Linked DNA regions of Hordeum vulgare: region 1 is linked to region 2. Evidence: chromatin contacts called from public Hi-C data. All regions are on one chromosome and are shown on one strand. The core of a region is the stretch at or near the end of the contact, and the rest is flanking DNA. Distances in the headings are between cores, read along the strand shown.

The links. Hi-C and Micro-C count contacts between places; a contact is called where the count stands out from the background.
Region 1: a contact with region 2 is called in a Hi-C map of leaf, with 6 times the contacts expected there. The contact joins the enhancer-like site here to the promoter of LOC123409719 in region 2. A contact is called at or near these places in 4 of 6 Hi-C or Micro-C datasets (leaf and seedling).

What each region holds. Positions count from the first base shown.
Region 1 is chr7H:384,444,063-384,448,926 of MorexV3_pseudomolecules_assembly, reverse strand. No RefSeq gene overlaps it. Among protein-coding and RNA genes, the nearest start is that of LOC123411365, 6.3 kb to the right of the region's middle. Within about 2 kb of position 3,151, at least 2 of the 3 cell types and tissues checked have open chromatin away from gene starts, as enhancers often do. A contact at or near this core is called in leaf, where this site is marked.
Region 2 is chr7H:383,905,661-383,911,201 of MorexV3_pseudomolecules_assembly, reverse strand. It overlaps LOC123409719 (protein NRT1/ PTR FAMILY 6.3-like), which reads left to right and starts at 1,383. Exons shown (of 3, transcript XM_045102580.1): 1 at 1,383-1,796; 2 at 2,469-3,067. The coding sequence starts at 1,449.

The sequences.
Region 1 (4,864 bases), core at 1,902-4,401, 540 kb before region 2:
GTAAGGGGCTGATTTGGATCCACTAGTTTAATGCTATGGTTAGACTTTGTCTTAATTCTTATTTCGTAGTTGCGGATGCTTGCGAGAGGGTTAATCATAAGTGGGATGCTTGCGAGAGGGTTAATCATAAGTGGGATGCTTGTCCAAGTAAGGGCAGTACCCAAGCGCCGGTCCACCCACATATCAAACTATCAAAGTAACGAACGTGAATCATATGAACATGATGAAAACTAGCATGACAGAAATTCCCGTGTGTCCTCGGAAGCATTTTTCCTCCTATAAGACTTTTTCCAGGCTTGTCCCTTGCTACAAAATGGATTAGGCCACCTTGCTGCACCGTTGCTACTTTTGTTACTTGTTGTTTGCTACGAATCATCTCACCACACAATCACTTGTTACCGACAATTTCAGTGCTTGTAGATTTTTCCTTGCTGAAAACCACTTGTCAGATCCTTCTGCTCCTTCTTGGGTTCGACACTCTTACTTACCGAAAATACTACGATTGATCCCCTATACTTGTGGGTCATCATAGGCCGGTGGGTTTGTCTATAAAACCCCCCCGCCCCCCTCCATGCAGAGGGTCGGTCAACTTATCAGACACACCAACCACATAGAAGAGGCAGAGTCGAGCCGGTTGCTCCTTCTTCCTCTTCCCCGATACAGCTCGAGGAGCAACTTGTAATCCCATCCTCATACATCATACACTCCGGCAGGACTAGGGGTATTATCTCTACGGAGAGCCCTGAATCTGGGTACATTGTGCGTTCCATGCTTGTACCAACCTCGCCCCCAGCGCCCTCCGGTGTCACTTCGGTTCCTACCATCTTTAGCCTACCCATGGCTTATGTTGTGAGTATTCACCGACACTGCAGCTGGTTCCCTGCCCCATTGGCTGCGGAGTGGCTGCCATTGGAGGCCGAGATCGAAGCGCTTCAGCGAACGTAGGACACAGGCCTGCGTGTGCAGAAAGTTTCGTTAGCGGCGAAGGATTCACGGACGTCTGCGTAGATTGGGGAAGCGATGGCGTGAGCCCTGGGGTTTGTCTCGCCGCAGGAGTCCGAGAGTATTCTTTCAGGCGCCACAACCCGCTTAGGCAAAGGCCCAAGTGCATCCAGGCCGTTGATCTGCCTGCAGTTGTTGTGGGACCGCACGTTGTTTGAATCCCGCGATCAACTCCTGTTCGCAAGGAAACCGGATCGCCAACCATGTAGTCCCCTTGCCGTGAACAACGTCGCCGGTCTGCATGCGCCGAAGGACGGGTGCCGTGATGCATGTGCCCGCTGCGCCCTTCTCTTCCTTGTCTGGTGCCACCGCCACTGGACGCGTAGTCGGAGGGAAGAAATCCCCAAGGCACGGAGGTGGTGTGATCCGGGGTCGGGTTAGACGACCACGCCACCCCATACGCACCATTGGGACCTTTAATTCGCCAAGCCATGGTGAGCGCAATCGCTGTGATGGAAACGATGCAGCCTCGATCGCAGCTGCCGCCGGTGAAGACGGAGACCGTGACGGACTGTCATTCCTGCAAGAGAAAACAGAGGGCGTACCTTCGTCGCAAGGTGTCATGGATCGTCGTTCCCAGAACCGAGATGCAGGTGTTGGGTACCCGATCTCGTTCCAGAACTCCTGGGTTGTGTGGACGTCGGATTTTGGTGGCCTCCGTACATCATCTTGCGAGACAATCCGCTCTTCAAGCAACAGATCTGAAGCGACCTCAACGACGAGATCCTTCGCTTCCCGGTCGACCTCCGCTTCTGATGTAGTCTTCGATAGAAGCGAGAACCGATATTCCAATGAAGGCTGGACATCTAATCCATTCACCATCGCTGACAAGGCACTAAGCGCAAGAGTCAGCCAACGCATGGTCATCTCTCCGCCAGCGGTTAGATCGCAGCGAGACTAGGACCCATGCAGTAGCGGCATGTGCGCGGGGCGGCGCAGCTAGGTACGGCCGGCGGCGCTCCTATTAATGGATGGACTGTTTCCTCCATAGCACATATGTGAGGAGGCAGCCCTCAATTGCATATGATCATGCACAAAGGGCTCCTCTCTCTCTCTCTCTCTCTCTCTCCATGAGAATTGTTCCACGCTACAAGGCCGCTCCATCCCTCCTCTAGTTCTCCTACATAGCTTTGTTCTCAAAGGCGAAGCTGTGCTCAACTGCTGCTGAACGTGGACGTGTGCATACCGATTGAGGGATCATGGGCTGGGCTAGATAGTTGCTCGAAGAAAAGGAAGGCCCTCAAAATGTTTCTTTAATCTATACATATTAATAAAAAAATAGGTATTATTAATCCATCATGTTATTTTATAGAAAAAACACCTGATATTTTTGACATTAAACCCGCAGTACATATTAAATGTTTTTTAAAATACCCATATCTTCTAAACAATATCTCCAAATTTAACATGTTATATATGCAATTTGATTAGAAAAGTATGTAGAATTTGAAGACAATGTTATTTTATCTGTTAAACATTTAATAAAAATACTATCTAGGATGCAATCTTAATAAAAAATCATTATTGGATTGGAGATGAAACTGAAGGTCACTTGCCCGTTTTTTTGTACGTATGTATTAAATCTACTTGCAAACCGTGTTAAAATAAAAGACCTGTAGAATCTTTGACTGCACTTTTGTAGGGTAAAATCATCTTTGTTTGTGCCGTAACTACAAATTCTCAAATTATAAACCTTTTTTGTAAACTAAGAGTGTATGTTATTTTTTTCTCCCGTTGCAACGCACGGGCCCTTTTGCTAGTAATAATAAAATAGAAGTAACATGATTTGTCTGACATGTCACCATGCAAGAAGAGTTGAATAAACCAACCATGTTTACAAAGCCGTGGCAAAGTCTGTAAATGTTCTCTTCTGAACACAAAGCAGGTGCAAAGTCGGCAAACGTTCTCTTGTGAACAAAGTCAAGCACTTATACACGCACTCCTGTACACCATCTTAGAGGTGAGAGAGAGGAAAGAGACTCTACGACTTGTATTTGGTCCAGCACATCAACATGTGCATATGCTTCTCACATGGCGGGAAAGTGAGATGCAGCTTTGGCATCACCACCCACCAGATTTCCCAACCGATCTCCCGGGACAGGAGGCAGCTGGTGTGCGTGCGCATCGCATACTAGCAACCAGCCGCCATTCAGCAGCTGGCCATGAGCTCGGTCCAACCTCAAGGTCTCCACAGCACTCACTCGTGTTAGCACCCTGCTGGACCGAGATCCACGTGGCGCGCCATGCCGGACACGTCACCCCTGCCAGCCAATGTGGTATGGACACATCGGCGGGAGCGATGACTGGTTAACCGCCCTGAATATAAGGTGGAAATGAATTTAATCATCGTTGTCATGGGGGATTAGTGGATGAGGCCTCATGCTGTCTGGGATCTTTGGAAGGTTAGTTGGATCTGGATAAGTGGTGTGCATGGATTGATGTGTATGTATGCTCTGGCTTGCCCCTGTTGTGATATGTCCGCCTTGATGAGCACCTCCGATTGGCTGCTTACTAATCTGGAGCAACATTTCTTCCTACTCTGCTCCACTGCATGATCCTAAAGCATAGGCCAACTCTAGAGAAAATGACAATTTTTTTGTTGTAGATGCCAATGTTTTTATGCTGGATTGACAATTTGACAGGATGTGTGGAGTTGATATGCTCAATTGTCTTGTGCCAATGATACTGTTTAGAATGCCAACAGTTTGAAATAATTCCCCGAGTGCGGGGCTTACATGAACTTTATAGAAAATATTGTAATGGTAACATGACATTTACTTGGCAGGCTCTTTTTTCTGTAAGGTGGGGCTTTTTCTTGTTGGAAAACTTTCGATCATTCACTTTCAATAGTACAACGAACATCAGAAATAGTAAAAATTACATCAAAATCCGTAGATCATCTAACGACGACTACAAGCATTGAAGCGAGTCGAAGACGCGCCGTCGTCATCACCCCTTCCTCTCCGAAGCCATGCAAAACTTATTATAGTAGACAGTCGGGAAGTCACATAAAAATTATTGTAATTCTCCAAGGATTTCTGTGAAATCCATGCATTCGCATATGCCTTGCTGGAAATGCTTTACACTACCCCACGCTCTAAGGTTCAACCACCATATAACTTGGACTTAAGATGGCTGGGGTCTATCTGCTTCATCATATTGACCTTTTCATCGGACCACCCAACAATCACAGTTTTCTTGAATAAGATTCCATCGGCGATATCTTCTCACCAACCATTTTACATCAAGACTCTAGCTCCACTATAAAGCGGGCACTCTGTTTATAATTGAACTCGCCATAATGTTTCTTTTTGTGTGGATCAATCTTTCTCCAGCTGTTCTATTCAGCATAGACATTTTATTTTCATTATATTTCAGAATTATTTTTGTTGTTGCAAAATGGCTAGCCTTTCATGCTTTGACCCCATCCCCATCATCATGTATGTATTGCAATTCCTTGAAGAAGAGAACCTAGTAACATGCATTTGCAACGTTCCACTACTTTGGAAAGTAATCAATAAACTCCCTTTGGGTTTGACTTATCCTCATCATTAAATCACTCTATTATTGGGATCATGCACGCTCTGTGCATCTGCTGCACCTCAACATCCTTGCAGGCTATAATTGAAATTTTAATTCTATGGAGAATTTGGATCACACTTCTGTCATTGAAAATAACTAGTAATAGCGTGCGCCCAAAGCACTTTTGGCAATAATAATTACAACATAGTTCTATAGACATTCTAAAATCAACCATCTAAAACATGTTTGTGAATAGACAAAATTAATCCTGAGCTTCAACAATTATTTTTGTGTTTACTGTCATGTCTTCTGTCACATTATATTTATTTTCATCATCAAA
Region 2 (5,541 bases), core at 134-2,633:
ACATCGCTTCGCCGCCCCATGACCCTAGGATCCGCATGGCCCATCCCTAGATCCACCTTGTCTTAGTGATTTCGACAGATTCGATCGCAAGAGGCCCGGGCACTCTGACCACCTAGTTGGACGACGACCTCGGCGGCGCCGTGCGACGCAGGGCTCCGACGCGGGTGCAAGGCACAAAGGCAAGGTGCGGGTGCTCCGGTGACGGGAACGATGATGAACTACGGGGATATGGACGTGGCCGAGGCGGGGTAGAAGAACCAGTGACGGAGGCAAAATGGTCTCCCTAACAGTCAAACGCCTTTGACTCGACGTAATTGGGACGGAAGGGCAAAAAACACAAGAGGACTGAACGCACTTGGGCAATATCAAGGTTTTTTTTTTAACTAGCACATATACCCCTGCATCCCAATGATAAAAGATATTCACTTGTCCACCAAAATGTATATCAATGTGATACAACAACATCCGGACGGTTGTACCTCATAGCGGTAGGGATACACACGTCGAGGTTGAAATCTACTGCCTCCTTTGTTGTGGTTATCTTATGAAAGTCTTAGAAATGGATTATTAACGAAAGATAGAAGAGAAGCTCATGCAAGTTCAGCTGGTTGGGGCCTTTGCGATCATGAGTTACCAATCCCATAAAGCATAAATATTTTTCGCTACTCCTTTGTTTACAGAAAAAGGATGCAATTGAGGCCATCATAACATAGTTTTTTAATTAACATATCTAACCAATTCAAATGGGGTAAAAACATGCCCTTCTAACATATCTTGTCTAAGATATGTAGCCAATTTAAATGAGATAGAGAGCTTTTAATATTCCATAGCAATTAATTAGGTTAAGTAAGTTTATGCCCTAAAAAAATTATACTAGTTAACACGAGCGACTAATACCGTGGTTGGAAGCTAAGCATTTTTTGGTCAATCATATATAAATTATTTTAATATGAGTTACGGTTGCAAAAGTTATACCATGATCATTTGACTATATTCTCTGTGTAAATAGGCGATAGGCGATAGGCGATAGGCATGGGTCGTGCAGTGGGGGAGAAACCGGCGGCCGGTCGCCACCGAGCCATATCAACCGTCCACGTACCCCAACAAACCAAACCAATTGCCCTTTGCTTATCCTTCCATCTAGGAGCCGTAACCGCCCTTATCTCACCGCAGATAATGTTAGATGACTGTTAGTATATTGCATATAATGACCCTCCACAGAGCCCCTTGCTAATTAATAGATTAGATTAATATAATCTCCCCTCACAATTATCTCTTTCTTCTTCCCCAAAAGGCGAAGCAGGAGATTCTCCCGAGAATACCCCCGGCGTTGCCGCGGCCGCGGGTATATATAGCGCGCCCGCCACCTCCAACTCGCCACACACACCCCCACCCCCACCCCCACCCCCACCCGTAGATACACGGGCCACCGGCCAACGGCGGCAAGGATGGTCGGCCTTCTCCCCCAGACCAATGCGGCGGCGCAGGCCGAGGTCCTCGGCGACGCGTGGGACTACCGCGGCCGTCCCGCCGCCCGCTCCACCACCGGCCGCTGGGGCGCCGCCGCCATGATCCTCGTGGCCGAGCTCAACGAGAGGCTCACCACGCTGGGGATCGCGGTCAACCTGGTCACGTATCTCACGGCCACGATGCACGTCGGCAACGCCGAGGCGGCCAACGTCGTCACCAACTTCATGGGCACTTCCTTCATGCTCTGCCTCCTCGGCGGCTTCGTCGCCGACTCCTTCCTCGGTCGCTACCTCACCATCGCCATATTCACCGCCATCCAGGCATCCGTGAGTTTGACTTTGCTTGCCTGCTTTGCCGTCCCTCGCCGTGCAACTTTTAACTGCTTGCCCTTTTTTTTCCTATACTAGATTAGAAGATCCCCTTCTTTTGGTGGTAGGTTGTTAGTTTAGTTACTCTATACTTTTCCAAAGAAGAGAAATACTACTACGTACCAATCTGTAATACTAGCTTTTTTTCTTTCTTTTAAAAAACAAGTGGAACACACGTATTAATATTAACTGAGAAGAGGATACTGCTGTGAAAAGAACGGCCACCAAATCAACACTGTTTAATCATCATGGGCGTATATGCTTCCATTCCAAGATCGCCGCATGGCGTATGGGACTATGGGTCCTCTCCTCCATATATGCCACAGTGGACAATAAGGACTAGTTACAATCTCCTTTATACATCTTCTTAAATTAACAATTCGGAGATAAGATACCAGTAACTCGCATCGCATGAGATTAAATCTGAATATATATTTTCCTCTCTTTTTTATTAATGCAAAAAAAGAATTATTTGTGTCCGTCTCCCTTATCTTAATTAAGTACCCTTTGTAGACTATTATCAAAATATATAAATTATTAAAATAATATTTTAAATGCTTTTATATTAGTTTAGGGAGAGAGTAACGTTTTGCAACTTGAGATCGTAATCGAGAAGCATGGAACTTGCAGGGCGTAACGATCCTGACGATCTCAACGGCAGCGCCGGGACTGCGGCCGCCGGCGTGCACGGCGGAGGGCGCCGGTATAGGGACTTGCACCCGCGCGTCGGGTGGGCAGCTGGGCGTACTGTACCTTGCGCTGTACCTGACGGCCCTGGGCACCGGCGGGCTCAAGTCTAGCGTCTCCGGCTTCGGCTCCGACCAGTTCGACGAGTCCAACAGCACCGAGAAGTCGCAGATGATGCGCTTCTTCAACTGGTTCTTCTTCTTCATCAGCCTCGGCTCTCTCCTGGCCGTCACCGTGCTCGTCTACGTCCAGGACAACCTGGGCCGGCCCTGGGGCTATGGCGCCTGCGCCGCCTCCATCGCCGCCGGGCTCGTGGTGTTCCTCGCCGGCACCCGCAGGTACCGGTTCAAGAAGCTGGCCGGGAGCCCGCTGACCCAGATCGCCGCCGTGGTCGTGGCCGCGTGGCGCAAGCGCCGCGTCCAGCTGCCCGCCGACACCTCCATGCTCTACGACATCGACGTCGGCAAGGTCGCCGCCATTGAGGGGGGCTCCACCAAGAAGAGCAAGCTCAAGGAACGCATCCCGCACACCAAGCAGTTCCGGTAATACTATAAGCTAGTACTACTTACCAACAAATTGCTAATTGCCACGCTCTCTTGCTTGCTTAACTCATTTGCTGGTTGAGTGCGTTAATCTATATGCTCCTGCCGATTATGTATTTGTGGATGACATGGGTCAAAGTTGCATGCGTGGCCTTGGAAGTTGCAAGTATAGAGGCCAGATAGAGGAGTGTTGACTAGAGTTGACTGGGCCCCAGCATGCAAATGCAAGTGGACGAGTAACTCGTATAGTGTTTCTTACTACTTCTCCAGTACTAATCATTAAATTGGTAGTAATAATTCTAGGATGCAAGCTCACCTGGAACGGAAGGAATGCAAGTTGATGTTAGATTCAGCTTTTGCACCTGGAGTGTGTCCCTTCCTTTCCTTCCAAATCAGTTCATCATTTTCTCCCAACTTGGCCTATCAGATGCCAAGGGCCGTACCACACGCCAATGGTGAATCTACTACGAAAACGAATACGACCCACCCTCCCCCTGCCTAGGGTTGCCTAGGGCAGCCAAATGCCACGGTTTGTCACCCCGCCCTACTGACATGTCCACTTGCGTGCTCGTGTGTTTACGGAAGGGGAGAGGAGGATAACCATGGTTGGGCGGCGACAAATGACGAGTTTGGCAGGCAGCGTACCAATAATTGCGACTATTCTATAGCTATAGCGATGGCACGGGGTCCCGAGACCGTGCTTCTGTCCCCTCGTCTCCCCACCCATCCATTGATCCTGCCCCCCTTCTCTTCTCTTGTGTGGAACCACCTGCACCCAAGCCTTAGTGACCTCCCTGCAAGCAAGAATACAAGGATACAAGTGCGGTGTGTCATGTGCTCTACGGATTCAGAGACGCCGGATGTACTGGACTCTACTGGGATTGGGATAGGGATAGGGATAGGGATAGGCCAACTCCTGGGTGGAGATATGGGAGGATCGTATCGGAGCCTGGTCGGTAGGCAGCGCCAAAACAATCTCTTATTTGCTCTGTTTCCCTGATTTGACCACACTGCTAGTTATAGGGTTTTCTGTACCAAACCTAGTCAGCATTCAGCAGACGCCCAAGAAACCGAGGACGGCAGTGGATTCCAAATGGGCCTTGTGTTTTGACTCTACGTACTTTGCAACCGACGGTTTCTGTAACACCAATAGTTTTTTATTTTTCCTTTTCCGAAACGGAGTAGTAACACCAATAGTGGAGAATGTAGGAGTAAACCAACTGTTAAGAGCCAGTCATACATGCCATTACCAGGTACTACTACTACTCTTTTGATGGCTTGGTCTCTGACAAGTGGAAATCGAGTCTTTTGTGCCTGACAAGCTAGGAGAACCCTAGTGTACACCTCTTTTTTCCCTTGGAAATGAAATTGACTTAGCTTGATTCGTCCCGAAATAAATATCTTAAGCTTAGTATAATTTGTATTAAAACTAGTATAAAGTTCAGGTATTTTAATTTTAAAACGAAGGGAGTATATATTCTCTTACATACAGTACCTGCACACACAAGTCTTGAAATATTTTATGGTGTTGCTATCAAATCAAACACGCACGTTTTGACTGAAATTCCTTTTGCTAATGCTCCACGTCCACGGTAAGGCCAGTAGAGAGAGGTAGACGGGAATCACCTCAATTATTATTAGGTGGGCGATTGTGCAGAGGACCGAGACGTGTGCACACCGAAAGCTTTGCGTGATTGGGGCAGTAGAAAAACGAAAAGCCCCATCAACAAGACAAGAAACCCCTAGACACAACAGTGGGAGAAGAAAGCTAGTGGTAGTAGTAGCACCTAGCACGTCGTGTCTCGTGTGTGGTACTACCAGTACTCTACTTACCAGCGAAAGCAAAGGAAATTTGCTCATCGCTTGGCCAGTGATGGGGACAAGAAGATCTAGGCGAACCTTTCTCGCTCACATGCATCTGCCCTTCCCTTTTGTCATGGCTCACTTGGAAGCTAGAGGATCCACGCCACATCTGTCCAGTTCACGCTCGGAAAAGCACTGGAGTCTGGAGATCATCCCAATCCCAACCCCATGGACCATGCTGCATAGCCCCCCGCCTCTAAAAGCGCTCAGGCCATGTGTTGCTTGCGGTTGCTCTCTCTTGACAAATGATTATCTAGGTTGGTGAGGATGATGGGGGAAATTAATCAGATCCACCGCCTAATTATCTACGTTAATTCACCACCCCCTATTAGAGCACTGTTGTGCATACGTGAGTATAAACGAACAAACGATCCATCGCTCTTCACATCCTTTGCTAAAAAGCAGTGTGTCATGTCTCACGTGTTTTCCTGAAACGGACGGGGTTATTTGGAGGGGTTTTCGGGGAAAATGGTTTCTTGGCACAAGCTCATGATTTCAGTTCCATACATGATGCTGACATGCTTCTTTTTGTTAATCATCATCACATGATGAGGCCGGCCGGCCCAGGTTCTACCTGGGGTTGCATTATCATCACCTTCATCACATGATTC